2 separate regions of the Mus musculus genome follow, and region 1 is linked to region 2. The links are chromatin contacts, called in public Hi-C maps. All regions are on one chromosome and are shown on one strand. Each heading gives the region's core, a stretch centred on a gene start, on an enhancer-like site or on the middle of the called end of the contact. The rest is flanking DNA. Distances are from core to core; before and after follow the strand shown. Region 1 overlaps Atp10a (ATPase, class V, type 10A). Region 2 has its middle 78 kb from the start of Gm26288.

What was found. Hi-C and Micro-C count contacts between places; a contact is called where the count stands out from the background.
Region 1: a contact with region 2 is called in a Hi-C map of embryonic stem cells, with 5 times the contacts expected there. The contact joins two enhancer-like sites. A contact is called at or near these places in 1 of 39 promoter capture datasets (hippocampal neurons) and 1 of 484 Hi-C or Micro-C datasets (embryonic stem cells).

What each region holds. Positions count from the first base shown.
Region 1 is chr7:58,667,041-58,670,812 of GRCm38.p6, forward strand. The region is part of intron 1 of Atp10a (ATPase, class V, type 10A); the gene reads left to right. Among named protein-coding and RNA genes, the nearest start is that of Atp10a, 11 kb to the left of the region's middle. Within about 2 kb of position 1,826, at least 30 of the 459 cell types and tissues checked have an H3K27ac peak or open chromatin away from gene starts, as enhancers often do. A contact at or near this core is called in embryonic stem cells, where this site is marked.
Region 2 is chr7:58,223,930-58,227,795 of GRCm38.p6, forward strand. No RefSeq gene overlaps it. Among named protein-coding and RNA genes, the nearest start is that of Gm26288, 78 kb to the left of the region's middle. Within about 2 kb of position 1,977, at least 6 of the 459 cell types and tissues checked have an H3K27ac peak or open chromatin away from gene starts, as enhancers often do. A contact at or near this core is called in embryonic stem cells, where this site is marked.

The DNA of each region.
Region 1 (3,772 bases), core at 576-3,075, 440 kb after region 2:
TGGGCCAGAGAATCCACCCCTCTGTCATGTGAGACATGGCATGTAATTCGTCTTTAGATAAGGAGGTTTTATTTTTGGTCTTTTTCTCCCCTGCTTTGGCCTACACGACCTATGCATCAGAGGCAGAAGCAGCCAACTTCTGGCAGATCTTATTCCCGTGCCTCTTTGTCCTGTAATGAAGCTATCATGCAATGTACTCTGGAAGGATAGGTCCAAGAACTGCCTGAGCCCAGGACTTTCCTGGGGGATATGTTCTATGGAGGTGTGGTGAGGTGTGGAGGAAGGAGTTGCCTTAGTGGGCCCATGCTGAGGCATTCCTTCCCCCCCCAAGGGACCAGTCACAGGACAATATAGTATAGAATAGAGTTTATTCAGAGCATGGAGAGGGGAATCAAAAGTGTTGTAGAGGCAGAGAAAGACAGAGAGAGTAGGGGAGTAGAGGAGTAGAGGCCAGCCATGAGCCCATGGAGAGGGGTAAAGGGATTGGGAGACAGGGGCAAGGAAAAGCAAGAACAAGAGAAAGCAAGAGAGCGAGGAAGGGGCAAGCAGCCCTTTTTATAGTGGGTCAGGCCTACCTGGCTGTTGCCAGGTAACTGTGGGGCGGAGCATACCTGGCTGTTGCCAGGTAACTGTGAGGTGGAGCTTGCCTGTCGCCAGGTAACTGTGGGTGGAGCTTAGACAGAATGTTAACACTCATTTAGACTTAACTTTGACAACATACACAGGATACTCTATGATGGGAGATAACAGAAAACTATATAATAGCAATAAAAGTTAGCCTCTCCACGCTTGTCTACCCTCTCAGATTAAGGAATGATAGTTTCCTGCTGAAGGACTACACTTCTTAGCATCCTTTGTGGACTACAGAAGGCTTTTCTGCCCCATATAAGGGACCTTCTCTTGTGTGTGTTGTGGTCACCTGCACTTGTGGGCGATAAGATGCCCCTTCAGTATGAGTAAGGTCAGGCTAAGCCTCTTTCTTTCCTACTCCTGTCTTTAAACAGCTGTCTTTTAAAATCAATCTAACACACTAGAACCAGCATTCTCATCCCTTCAGCTGTAGGCAACAGATCTCCATAGACAAACCTCCCTAGGCAACAGTGACTGAGGAGTATATCATAAATGAGCCCCACTGTGCATGGAGCCCTGGTGCTAGGTTCGACATCCCTTCTTATACAAACCCTACCTAAGTCATCACTTACTTCCCTACATCTTATCTGAGTTATCTTTTTTTTTCCTGCTACAGGGGATTAAACCTAGTTTTACACATTCTAAGTGTTCTACAACTGAGATACACTTCTGTGCTTGACTTTGTCTTCAGTCTGCTGTGTGACCTCAGTCATGTCTGTCTGTCTGTCTGTCTGTCTGTCTGTCTGTCTGTCTGTCTATCTATCTATGGAAATTGCCCTGCTTCATTACTTTTATTCTCAGTTGCTTCAGGGAGCCAGGGCAGCTTCTAACTTGTGCTCACTGATCTTCCTGGGTGGTTGTTTCAGTAGAGCTGAGAATGTGACTCTCTCCTAAGCATTTGTTCTTCTCTCCTTCCACAGTGCCTTGCTCTGTATCCTGACTTCCTACTGCTCTTCTCCCTCTGTGTCCCTACCTTCCTGTCTCTTTCCTGGTGAGCTCCTCTCTTCTTCTACAGAGCTTTGAGTTCCTGAGTTGAGGTCTCTCCCACCAGCATACCTGCCTGATTTTACTTTAAAAAAAAAAAAGAGACCTTAGTGTGTAGTTTTGGGGCCCTGAGGTAGCACTGGCATTGTATTCTTTTGACTGGGAGGAGGCAGCTTTGTTTTAATGGGCCTGGGGAAAGCCCAGGTTCTTTCACCTTTCATATGGTAATTGGACTCCTAAGGAGTGGCAAAGCTGTTTACAACTCTAGTGTTACTCAGGGAAATAGTGTTAGCGGGAAAAGAAGGATGTGGGCCCAAAGTCTCAATGGCTTGTGAAGCCTCTGTGTTATGGCCAGAGTTGTTTTGTCTATGTTCTCACCTTCTCAGTTTTCTGAGACAGGGTCTCTCTGTGTAGTACAAGGTGGTCTCATAAGCATAGTTCTCCATATCACCCTCAACTTATTTTGAAGCAACTATCAGTCATTGCAAAATTTCATCTGTAGATGCTTTAAAAATAAGAACCTGACCAGTTGTAGTAAATGAACCTAAAAGTACCATCATCAATCCTAAAACTCTTAAGTTCTTTAAATTATTAAATAGCCCAGTTTTTGAATATCCACAGGTCTTAAGTGGATTCGTTTTTCAATCTGTATGTTTGAATCTGATCCACATAAAGTCTATTTGTTGCAATTAGCTGGTAAATTTTTAGACCTCTTTCAATATGTAAATTGCCATTATAATCCTTTTCCTGCCCATTTCTCTTGGTTTGGCTTTAGAATTTACTTTCAGCAATTGGGCTATTTGTGCTATAGGGCCTGTGGCTTGCTGGTGACACCTGTAGCTTTCTTACCATGTGTCTAGACATTTCCTTAGAACTTCATCAGGCTTAGGTTTAAATTTGCTTTGGCCAAAACTATGTTCATAGGTGGTTTTATGAATTAATTAATATCAAGCTATATATATATATATGGCGGAAAAACCAAACAGCAGACCAGGCCAAGGTTGTTCCACGTGGTAGAGGTTTATTGTACAGACGTAGAGGGGCGGCGAAGCGGGTAGAAGGGCAGAGAAGAGGAAAAAGAAAGAGGGGGAGAGAAGAAAGAGAAGAAAGAAAGAGAGAAGAGGGGGCGATCCCCTAATTTATACAGAAAATGACATTACACCAGTGATGGTAGGAACTGAGCCAAGTGGGTTGTGGGATTGAGGGTGTTGGCCTGGCAATGCAGGTCAAGGGTCACATAGTGAGGCCAGGGCTTGGAGAGTCCTGGTACTAACAGGTGGTATCTCCACTTTATTTAGAGACACATGCTGTTTCCTTGTTTTGTGACAAGGCAATGCTTGGGGGCCTTCCCTGCACCTCCTGAAATGCTGGAAGGTGGGAATGGTTCTTACTTTGTACAGCTCAAATAGAAACACAACAAAACACAGCAGAAAGCCAGAAGTGCTTGCTGGTGGTCTCTCTTTTGTCTTCCTATGAGAAACAGTTAGCTTGCTGTGTTTGCTAACTTTGTTTTGAGATAATTTTTGACACATAGGCAAGTTATAAAAACAGTGCAGAATTCTTGTGTACAGTTCATTTACTCCCCTCCAAGTCTCCCTGTGTAATGCCGAGTATTGATACCAGGGCTTACTCTGTTGCTGAGCCTCTTCCTCACTTTGAGCTCATGTCACCATTTTCCCATTCCTCCAGTTTTACTACAAAGGCTCAAAATGGAAGCTGGTGTCTGAGTAAAGCTATGAATTTGATTTTTTCCCCTGGTGCTGGGCACTCCATCAGAGAGCTCTATTTCCAGCTTCAAAACATTAATTAAACTATGTCTACCCCCACTCTCACCCCCACCCTCACCCCACTCCCACCCCTGCTCCCTTCATGTGTTTAACCCTGGCTCTCCTGGCACTTTGTAGGTCAGGCTGGTTTGGAATGCAGAGATCTGCTTGCCTCTGTCTCCTGAGTACTGAGATTAAAGGTATGAGCCACCCCTGCCTGGCTAGTCTTTGTTCTATTTTTGTTTCCAGTCTCACATCCTCTCTCCCTTCCTTTTGCTGGTCTCTCTCCTCTCCCTAAATAGTCCTAGCTTTCATGCTGTATGTATTCCATAGGCCTCTTGTTCTTTCACCATCTTCCCCTGTAGATCCATCCTTTCCAGTGTTCCAATTTC
Region 2 (3,866 bases), core at 727-3,226:
TGTGTGACCACCACCACCACCAACAACAACAACAAAAAAAAACTGTGTTCTCAATTTTCCAGTGGGGCAGGGAACAAGTCATGCCTTCATTGACAAATCTTCAAAGCTGACTAGGTGGTGTGAGTATCATGATTGTAAAGGCTTATATTTGGAGATCCAGGACAAAATTATCTTCAGCCATCTCCAGTGCTTTAATAGCCATTTTTTGGTCTATCTTTCTGACTACCATAACATCTTTGTGACTATCAGATAAAATCTATAAGAAGAAAATTAATAGACCACAAGCTTCCACTAACCCTCACACAAAGAGCATCCTTCTATAGCATCTGAGACTTGTTAGCATGTTCTCACAAAAGCACTTGAACACATCTTCAATGGTGGCTTTCTTTTGTTACTAATGTTAGGAACTTCTTCCTCAAAGTGTTTCAATCTGGAATATATTATTTAGGGTCAGATCAATCCATGTTCCTAGGCTATGGTCTCTCATTTTGACTTGGAGCAAAGTCTCACTCTCTTTGAACTGTGAACTGGTATTTGCAGGTGGCAACACAAGGCATAATAAGGAGTAGATAGGTCTGTGATGATGTGTTTGCTTAGATGGATGCATTTACCATGAGTCATCTCATACCTGGTTCAAGGCCCATGGGGAGCTTCACACCTAACTTTATAGCTAGCTTTAGGAATTATTTTTCCATCTGAATGGGCAGAGAAATCCCCTGATAAGTTATTTCTTTGCTGATGAAAGGAGCCAATTCAAGCTACATAAGATTATATTAAAGGCAGATTTATTACAAAGCTACTCTCAAGTGAGTTTACTGACCCAAGGAATTGAGATCAGGGGTGTAACCATGCGGGACAAGGAGAGAAAGAGAGAAAGAACACACACAGAGAAAGAGATGGAAAAGAAAAGAGAGACCAAAATGACTGGATAATATAGGGAAGAGCCTGTGGGGGAAGGGCAGCCCAACCATCTGGGCTGGAAAGTTCAAGGTTGGGGCAGAGTTTGCAAGGTATGGACTGAGGGATGCTGGGAGAACCTGGAGGCCAGGTCTGCTTTGATATGTAAAATATGCACCTCAGTCCCTTTTCCTGGGTTTGAAACTAAACATCCCCTGACAGCTTGCAATGGTACACTGCCCATTCCCTAGTGATTCTAATTTCATTGGTCAGTGTTTAATACATATAGCAAAATACCAGTGTCTGGGTAAATTACAAACCATGGAAATTAATTCTTCATATTCCCTGGGTGCAGTACCTGCAAGCAAGGCTTTCACAGAGTCAGTGTTTATAGTGGTCCTGATTTCTGGTCTTAAACAGCCATCTTTGCTGTGTCTTATCTTCACATGTGAAGGGATGAGGCAACTCCCCCACCTTTTTTTTAGAGGTCACAGCTTTATATATGAACACTCCAGGTATTTCAAAGGCTCTAAACCTTACTACTCTTGCCTTAGGGGTTAGAATTCCCAGAAAGGAATTTGGCGTGCAGGGTGCAAAACTTCATTAGGCAGTTTAGGTATTGTCTTGGTGTTTGGTGGCGAGAGGTTGATTAAGGGACCAATGCTGTGTCTTTTCTCCAGGTTAAATGGCTAGAGAAACCAGGGTCACTTAAGCTAAAATATCTATGCCTGTGTCTTCTTAAGGACCTTTAAGAACTTTGGGGATGGATCGGAGGATTTGGATGTAATTTACATATACTATAGGTCTTGTGCTGACACATTTGGAACAAGGATATTATATTATTAGAATTGGGTTTCAGGGAGATAAATTTGGCTGTTTTGTGCAAGAGAGGTTAGCTGGAAATCAGGGATCAGGGAGGAAGCTATCACAAAAAGAGATGGGTAATGAAGGTATTTAATGCAAGACAAGAGCCAGTGGGAGATTCCAGAGCCTAAAAATACTCCAGCTCAGTAGCGCAGGTGCTATGGTCTGAGTCGCATGGGGGCAGGAGGCAGCAGGCTTATAATTAGTCTGTGTGAGTTCTTCCTGGAGGACAAAAGCAGCTGGTATTTTCCTTTCTAATTCTAGCAATGACTTCCCATCTCAACATAATAAAAGGATTCATTGGCAAGAGAGTGGAACTCCAGGGATGAGAGAAAGGCCTTGAGGGGGTTTGGGTAGGGGATCCAGTTATCCAGATGCAAGCAACACAAGCATGCACAGTGGATGTAGGTCAAGGGGGATGCAGCCACTTGACCCTCAACCTTAGCGGCTAAATTGCCAGGGTGGTTGAATTGTGCTTTTTCTCCTTGATCATAGAAATTCTAAAAGTTGCTGGTTATCCTCAACAAACTTAGACATAAGCACACATGTCTAGTCTCGGGATGATGGTACACTGTTTGATTCCTTTTATATAACACGTTTGAAATAGCACGTGTTTAGGTACTAAAAGCAGATTTCTGATTGTGAGGAATAAGGCCAAGATTTGGGGACAGAGACTGCAGGGAGTTATTGCTTGGCATGGAAAACTATAGGAAAGATCTGCGTAGTTCTCAGTGTATTACACAGTACGTACAGATCCAAAAATCACATCACCTGGGCTTAAAGGGTTCTACTGTAATATTTTATGTAGTATTTAAGAGAAACTTCATTTTTAATATGCTCTCTGTCTTAATTGCAGTGCTAGAGACATGAACCAACATGTGTGATAAAGATCAAAGAATTAAATGCACACACAGAGGGACATACAAACTGGGAAATACGAAGTTGGTGGGTTTATAGGCTCTACTAATTTCAACATCCTGTTGTGACTTCACAAACTTGTTTTGCAAACTAGGGTGAAACTGGGTAAGTAGAATTCCTCAATATTATTTCTCAAAACTGTATGTGAATCTAGAATTGTCTCAATAATAAAAAAAATATCAGTTTGAAGACCAAACACAGCCAGATGTGGTAGAGCATGCTAGTAATTCCAACATTTAAGAGGCTGAAGGAAGAGGATCACAAATTTTAAGGCCAGCCTAGAAGATGGTTTAAGACTAGACTATATATCAAAATTTTACCTCAAAACATCAAAGCCCAAAATGGAAAGATAAATTTCACTTGTTCTCTCTTATCATTTATTTTAATTTTAAATCTTTAGATTTGAGATTATAACCTGACGTAAAAAACAGAATGCAGGAAAGTAGAAAGGGCTGTGGGGGAAGGGGAAGGTAACTCTAGACAGGACAGGTGGTGATTGTGGGACACAGGTGCTATGAAAGGGTGGACTTAAAACCTGGGTGGGGAAGTAGATGAATTCTTGCTGAAAAGCAGGGAAAGAAATACAGAGAAAAGAAAGATAAATAACAATAAGTGTTAGCATTCTGTCTAAACGCCACCCCACAGTTACCTGGCAACAGCCAGGTAGGCCTGACTATAAAAGGGCTGCTTGCCTCTTCCTCTCTTGCATCTCTCCCTCTTCCTCTCTTGCTCCCTCTTGCTCCACCTTTCTCTGCTTTCCCTTTCCCCCTCTCTCCACATGGTCATGGCCTGCCTCTACTTCTCTACCCTCTCCCTCTCTCTGCCTTTCTCTGTATAACCCTCTTAATTCCCCTTCCCATGACCTGAATAAACTCTATTCTATACTATACCAATCCTGTGGCTGGACCCTCAGGCAAAGGGATGATTAGGCCCGCTGAGGCATCCCCTTCTCCCATACCTCACCACACCCCCATAGAACATATCCTTATACCTCTTTATCTTTTTACAAACATATCAATAAGAATGTTTGGAAAGTAAAAGTAGTGTGTGTGTGTGTGTGTGTGTGTGTGTGTGTGTGTATACGTACAAATTCACGTGGGTTGATAATGTACCACCTAAGAGACATAGACATCTCCCAGTTCCATGTATGGGAAACCTCCCTTCAAAGGGTTGTACAGTGAGGTCAA